Linked DNA regions of Drosophila melanogaster: region 1 is linked to region 2. A link is a contact called in public HiChIP or PLAC-seq data. All regions are on one chromosome and are shown on one strand. Each heading gives the region's core, a stretch centred on a gene start, on an enhancer-like site or on the middle of the called end of the contact. The rest is flanking DNA. Distances are from core to core; before and after follow the strand shown. Region 1 holds the start of CG9663. Region 2 holds the start of ND-B14.5B (NADH dehydrogenase (ubiquinone) B14.5 B subunit).

Evidence for each region. HiChIP or PLAC-seq counts read pairs in DNA pulled down with a chosen protein or histone mark.
Region 1: a POLR2A S2P HiChIP or PLAC-seq map of the Kc167 cell line shows a contact between it and region 2, with 4 times the contacts expected there. The contact joins the promoter of CG9663 here to the promoter of ND-B14.5B in region 2. A contact is called at or near these places in 1 of 107 Hi-C or Micro-C datasets (the Kc167 cell line) and 1 of 6 datasets of contacts at active chromatin or transcription factors (the Kc167 cell line).

What each region holds. Positions count from the first base shown.
Region 1 is chr2L:3,301,872-3,305,031 of dm6, forward strand. It overlaps CG9663, which reads right to left and starts at 1,259. Exons shown (of 8, transcript NM_134916.4): 1 at 1,175-1,259. It overlaps CG3277, which reads left to right and starts at 2,229. Exons shown (of 15, transcript NM_134918.4): 1 at 2,229-2,964.
Region 2 is chr2L:3,144,046-3,147,459 of dm6, forward strand. ND-B14.5B (NADH dehydrogenase (ubiquinone) B14.5 B subunit) reads right to left here and starts at 1,803. Exons shown (of 3, transcript NM_001273062.1): 1 at 1,483-1,803; 2 at 1,260-1,403; 3 at 908-1,204. The coding sequence starts at 1,639. The coding sequence ends at 1,155. It overlaps toc (toucan), which reads right to left and starts at 741. Exons shown (of 11, transcript NM_057805.3): 1 at 294-741. The coding sequence starts at 302. Mad (Mothers against dpp) reads right to left here. Exons shown (of 4, transcript NM_057669.3): 4 at 2,407-3,414. The coding sequence ends at 3,374.

The sequences.
Region 1 (3,160 bases), core at 9-2,508, 160 kb after region 2:
CGCGTGTCTATGTGTGCGTGAGTTCATTCGCATTCTATCCTATGCCAAGGGCGTTGGGGAGGGGGGCTTAAAGGGGGCAGGGCTCTGGGAGACCGGCAGACAACCCATTTAATAAAAATTCGAACGGCGGAGAACACTCGGTCGCCTGTTGCTAATCAGACCATGCCCCAAAACAAGAATAGCGCACCAACACACATGGTCTCACATGTAAAACGAGAGAGTATCACACAGGGGCGGACTTAAAACCTATTCAAGGGGGTTGGAGTTAAATTTTGAAATTATTTGTGTATCTGAAGACATGCGGGCATAGTAAACACATACGACAAATTACAGTATCTACATTTTCTCAAAACCCCCTTTCTACGCCACTGGCATAAACAATGTTTGTTGTTATTGCCACACGTAGAGTCGCCGCTCACAAAGAACGTGCTCTGCGGGGGAGGAGGAGGGAAGACACCAGATTATTGCGCTACAGCAAATGCGGTCCGGCCTATGAATACTTTTCATGGAATTACAATATATTGTAAAGACAATATTTCTTTTATATATTAATTTTAGCTCTATAATTCTATTCCTTTTTTACCAAATGCACAATATATTATGTGGCTTCGAAGTGACTCCAAAAGTCGATATGCCCCTTGTTTTGGTTTTGCTGTGTAGCGCTCGCAAATGCACTCGATCTTCTTCTTTATGATGCAAATCGTGTGTATTTATGTATAATTTAGCACGTCGCTCTCTTTAGCCTTTGTTTTGAGTAAGTGAGACGCACTTTTAATCGCACTAGGCCCTATTTTCATGCCCTGCTCCCCAAAAAGCAGCTGATTTATCTGCGAGTGTATGTGTGTTAACCTAGCCGCCGACTTATTGGGCCCTCCTTCATTTCCACGTCTTTCGCGATTGGTAGTAGACAGCCTAACTAAGTGTTTAGTATGTAGTGCTCACTAAAAAGTATATCAGGTTCTGAGGCATTTTGCGGCTTATCAGGGACATGGGTGTTGGCTGCGACGGGTGTAGGGGTGATGGGGGCCAAAGGCTACCAAAGGCAAACCACAAAAATATTCAGTTCGATTCCGAGCGATTATCACTGTGGCAATGCAACAACTGATAAGCCGCCAAGTGCAGCTCACACACTTCACACACGCACACACAGTACTGCTACTGGACTGAGAATTACCGCGCGTAATTATATAGATGGCTATATCTTGTGTAGAACCGAAGAACAGCGCGATCTTTAGCGGCCGTTGGCATGGCACGGAATGAAAATGAATTCAGGAAAGTTGAAAATATGAACTGCGCTGATTAGTATTAGTTCTCACAGATAACGAGGGGAGAGCGCGAGAGCGCCGCAATCAGCTGTCTTTCCAATGACAAGCGAAACCCCTCGCAGAGCGACGCCCATGGTTTTTGTTTACGACTCTCTCTTCTGCGGGGGTGTTTTTTTCTTCTAGCTCGTGTTTTCACTGCTCTTTTTGTTTTTTTTTGAACTCCTGATGCGGGGAGGTTTTCCCATCCCAACTCCTTTGTTTTCCTGCCCGCCAGTGTGCAATTACAAGTCGCAGTCAAACAAAGAACGACGAAAAACCAGTCAAACCAGTTTTTTTTTATGACTATGACAGTGCTCATCTGGTAGCTGCCCGCCACAATGTTTGAAGTAAATAATGCGTATATACTTTGTTTGCCAAAATCACCTAAATGCTGTGCTATTTTCTTAGAATTGTCTTTTCATCAACTTCAGAATTTGAAATAAAACGTTTTTCTGCGTTTACCATCTGGCAACTTACACCAAACATTCAAAAAAAAAAAGGCGTTAGCACATTTATCGATGCACCAAAACCCACCACTAAGCTGCAGCATTGCCATACTCGATTTTTAGTTACACCCAATGGCGGGAAAATTTAAATTCTTATTGTTAGAATAGTGTTAGTAGAGTTTCGACCATTTACTTTTTTTGTTAATATGAAAAAGGGGTTGCCTAAGTTCTTCTAATCTACAGTCTATCTTTCTTTTAACTAAACATGCTGAATTTAAGAGAAAAACTAATTAATTTCAAGAAGAATTTCTTATGAATACACCTCGATTTCCCATTTATCAGGCGCCGACCTTACCATTCCCACGCATCTGACGTCCGAAAAACAATGCGTGCAGTAGAGCTTTTGCGTAAAAGCTCGCAGTAAATGCAAACGCAAAGGTTGGCAGTCGGCAATTGTTATCATTCGGCCAAAAACGCTTGTTGCTTCAACTTGTCCCGGACTCCGTGTCGGCTACGTAACTTTTCGCACCTACCGGTTGAATTTCTGAATCGATTGATCGTCGTCTGCGAACGGATTTTGGCGCGGAACTCAAAGCAATTAAAATTCGAAATTGAATTAGTGATTAAATTATGCCTGCACGACAGGTAATGTGAACGGAAGGAAGAAATTAAAATTGATGCATAATATTTTTAGTGCAAGTTTGTCCAAAGTGCGTTCGGTGTTCCGCGTGAAAGAAGCGGAAACGGAAATTGAATAAATTGCAATGCAAATCATATGCATAAAGGGAGTGAGCCGTTAATTTTGGTGAAAAAGTGAAGGAAATCCTAAAAAATGCAAATCAAGTAGAATTCAAAATAAATATCCAAAGTGTAAACAAAAAGTGGAAATTGTTTGTGAAATAGATATTAATAAAAGCGTAAACGGACGAGCGGAAATATAATTATTTTGCAAATATCCCGCATAAGTGCCGAGTGTTGGAATATCCATTTCCCGCCCCCGAAAACCACCCAGTGTTTGTTTCTTTTATTTCTAAAAAATTATACAAATTCGACGAGTGAATGTTTACCGGCCAGTGGTCGGGGGAAAAACAAAGAGCCCGTAAGAGTGTTGGGCGTAAACAAAAACTTGAAAACTTATAATTATTGCCTGCGAGGCCATCAGCTGAAAAGTCAACAATTCGGTGGAGACTCGAGCGCAGAGTGAATCGCAAATGGTGAGTCCAAAGCAGAAGAATCCCATTTGATTGAGTTGGGTTCCTGGGCTTGAGCCTTCAAAGTTCTTGATTAGATAGCGGAGAAACCCTTGCTTTTTTTTATTTTTGGATGGCACACAAGCCCGCGGAATTTCTCGGAACTCCCCTAGTAATTTCTCATGTTCAGTGCATTACTTTTATCGTTCGTTATTGATGA
Region 2 (3,414 bases), core at 553-3,052:
TGGCATAACGGTTTTTATGGCTACACAAAAATGCGATGCCCGTTCAATTTTACACATCATAAAGTAACGGTTGCTGGGGAATCGATTCGCCGCAATCCAGGGAAATCAATGCGAATCCGCACTGAACATGCATAATTCATACAAACGTATCCACCCGCAGGAACCACCCACCCACACACAAGCAATGAAATAAAAACCAAATTGACAAACATTTGCCGTGGAAGAGAAAAGACCAGCATCTGTTCATAAATAAATAAGTTGGTAATAAAATTAAGAGCTCGGCTTTTTCTTACCTTCGCCATAATCGTTGTTTGCTGATGATAAGAAAATTTGCAGGTGAACTGAGCCGACGGTGAACTTTCGCCAAACTTTCAGTTGCTTAACCTTTTACTGGGTCGAAAAAAAAAACAATCTTATAATGCCAATTAATTAACAATAATTCGTTTCGCTGTGTTTGACTATTAGTGTTGGCATTTATTTTTCACTGATTACACTTTATTTCGGTTTTCGTAAATTGTAACGGTAAAACGAAGACGCACACACGCACACAAACTGGGCTTAAAATTACGTTGTTTATTTCATAGAGATTTTTTGTGTATATATATTTAAATCCAATCTCTGGCTGGTTGGATTTCGAATTTTTTTATTGATTTTTTAGCGCGTTCTTTCAGCTTCCTGGCTGCTATTCAAAAATGGTAATTTATTCGCGGACAAACTTTTTGCGCAGACACATCCTACCAAAAGTTCGATCCGTTTTTCACCGCGACAAAAGAGCGTTTGCTCGCCAAAGCCTCTTTCTGGAGATGGCACTTGGACCGTTGGAGCAATCGATAACTCCCGGGTATCGCGCACCAATTTCAGGTACAGAAGTGCGCTAATCGCTAGCTGAGACTCAAACCAAAACATAGCTTAACAAATTTATTTCAAAACTAAATAGTTGCGAAAAATGTAAGCCCTAGGTACATTCCATCAATTTAAACCATAACATTATGCCAATATGCTGTAAGTCCATAATATGCATGCAATTCCTTTCGAATAAAAAACCATAGAATGCCCAATCCATTTGCTCCATTTTCGTGTTCATATGTTTTACAATTAAAGCTGTTTTATTAACTACTTCCATCGTTCGTTTGACAACAAAGATTTAGATCCACTTAGCGCACTGGCACCCAACTCTCCAGCACTTGGCCATAGGTCTTGCGTTCTGGAAGGGGCAAAAACGGTAAGTAATGGTTAGCTTGCATCCATGCCGCACTTACCCTTCACCGGGAAATCGTCGGGATGCAGTTCGATGTAGTGCCGGAGGACGGCGTCCCTTTTGGCCAGGTACTCGTTCCTCTTCTGATCGAAATAAGCTCCTGCGCCGACGCCGATAGCTCCGAAGGCGATGTGCTTCTGGATGCCTGGAATACGTTGCGATTTAGTTAGTTATAGGCGACAAAAACAATCGTTACGTCACATGGAAGCGGGGCGAAAACTCACCGGAAAACACGGGCTTACGGAAGCCCCAGTTGATGAAAATGGCCGCGCCCACGCCGGCCACACCGCAGGCAATCGGATTCCATATCGGCGAGAGGAAAGAAGGCTCGTGGGTGCCCTTGTTCGTCAAAAGTTCCAGCGGATCGTTCACGGCACTCATGTTGATAGGATGAAAAACAATAGCGGTGGGCAACTAACGCAGTTAGCGATGTCACTGGCAGAACTCTCAGCTATCGATAGCGTGCGAACTGAACTAGTTCCGTAACGATTATTTAAAACGTAAGTTGTATATAATTTAAATAATATAAACAAACACGTATTGCACATTGCCAACTTTATTTGGTTCCTTTTATATTGGAAACTACAAATTATTCACTCGCGCACTAAAATCAGAATAAATATTCAACTAGCCACTAACTAACTAACCGAAATAACAAACCAAAAATAAACGAATTCAAAACGTTGATGAAAAATGTTGTCCACATGATGAAATATCTCAAGTTCAAGCCAGGGTTTTATGTTTTTCCTTTTATTTGAATTCATTTTTTAATATTACATTAGTACGTTTAACATTAAGAGGCATGCAAGGCGTATTTAAGGCAATTTATAGCATTCAAAAACTAGTAAACTTCAAGGCAACTATTTCTGTTTCTTGTTCGTTTGGTAATCAGTATCGCTGCTTGGATATTAAGACATTATTAAATTTTTCTTTGCTCCACACAATTCGCACAACATCAAAGGCCGACGTGGAATATCGAACAGGCACAAATATTACAATATTATTATTAATTTTTTTTAGTAAGGCCCAAGTTTTGCCCAAGCCTCTAATATACAGCTATTTTTACATTATATCTTTTTATATCTTATTTAAATCCGAGCGTAAAAAGTAAAAAAAAAGAACTCATAAGTCAAAAACAGGTTTTATTTAAGAAGTAAGCATTTCGTTTGTTTTTTTTTTTATTATCGTCTACTTATTTTTCTGCGCACAAAAGTGTAATTCAAAACAAAATCAGAGAAAATCATAAGCTTACGATAACTAGAGTAAAGTTATACATGTATATTTATATAAAAAGGCAATTTTCTCGTGGTCTAAACAATATTAGTTTTACTTAAGATAACAAAAGATCATTGTCTGGGAAAACGTATTGATTCAGTAGCATTTTTCCATTCTTAAATTTCGCTGGTATCTTTTCTTGTTTGATGTTTTCGATTTGTTTGCAACTTAAAATTAGTTAAACCATATATATATTTAAATCAACTATATTGAACATTGAATTCGTTGATCCAAGGCGAACCGCAAATGAGAAAAATAAAACATAAGCTAGGGCTTCTTCAAAATCATTTTAAGAAATGTATTGCAATAAGTGTTTTCATATCCCTACGTAAGTTACTTGTTCCTTATGTAATTAAAGTTGGTAGGATTAATTCAATGTGTTTTTATATTTAAAGCAGTTTTGCAATGACACATAATTAGCACTTGAAATAGACTTGAACAAGAACTGTTTTGCCAATGGGCATAGATCATTAATATTATAGCATGTAGATCATTGTAAATAGTTATACCATTTTGTAATTGGTTTCTTAGCTCGCTGTCCATTTTCATTACTCTGTTTTAGCGTTAGGAATGACATTCGCATAGAAAATCATACGATAAACTATAAAATATGGGCAAAGGGCGGGTATTGGAGTAGCTGCCGTACATCATCTATATAAATCTGCGACTGAGTGGCATGGACCTCCATCCTCAGGCCTACAGACCTATGCTCTCTCCATTGTCCTGTGTTCTCTACGTCTTTTCACACTTAGCTTTCACTCACACGCACTCATCATTTAGCTACCGGTTTTGTGTTCCTTCTCTTCCGTCTCCATTGAGGACTCGAGCCTCATCTTAAGCTTAGGATACCGAACTAATTGCATTATGCGGAGAGCCCATTT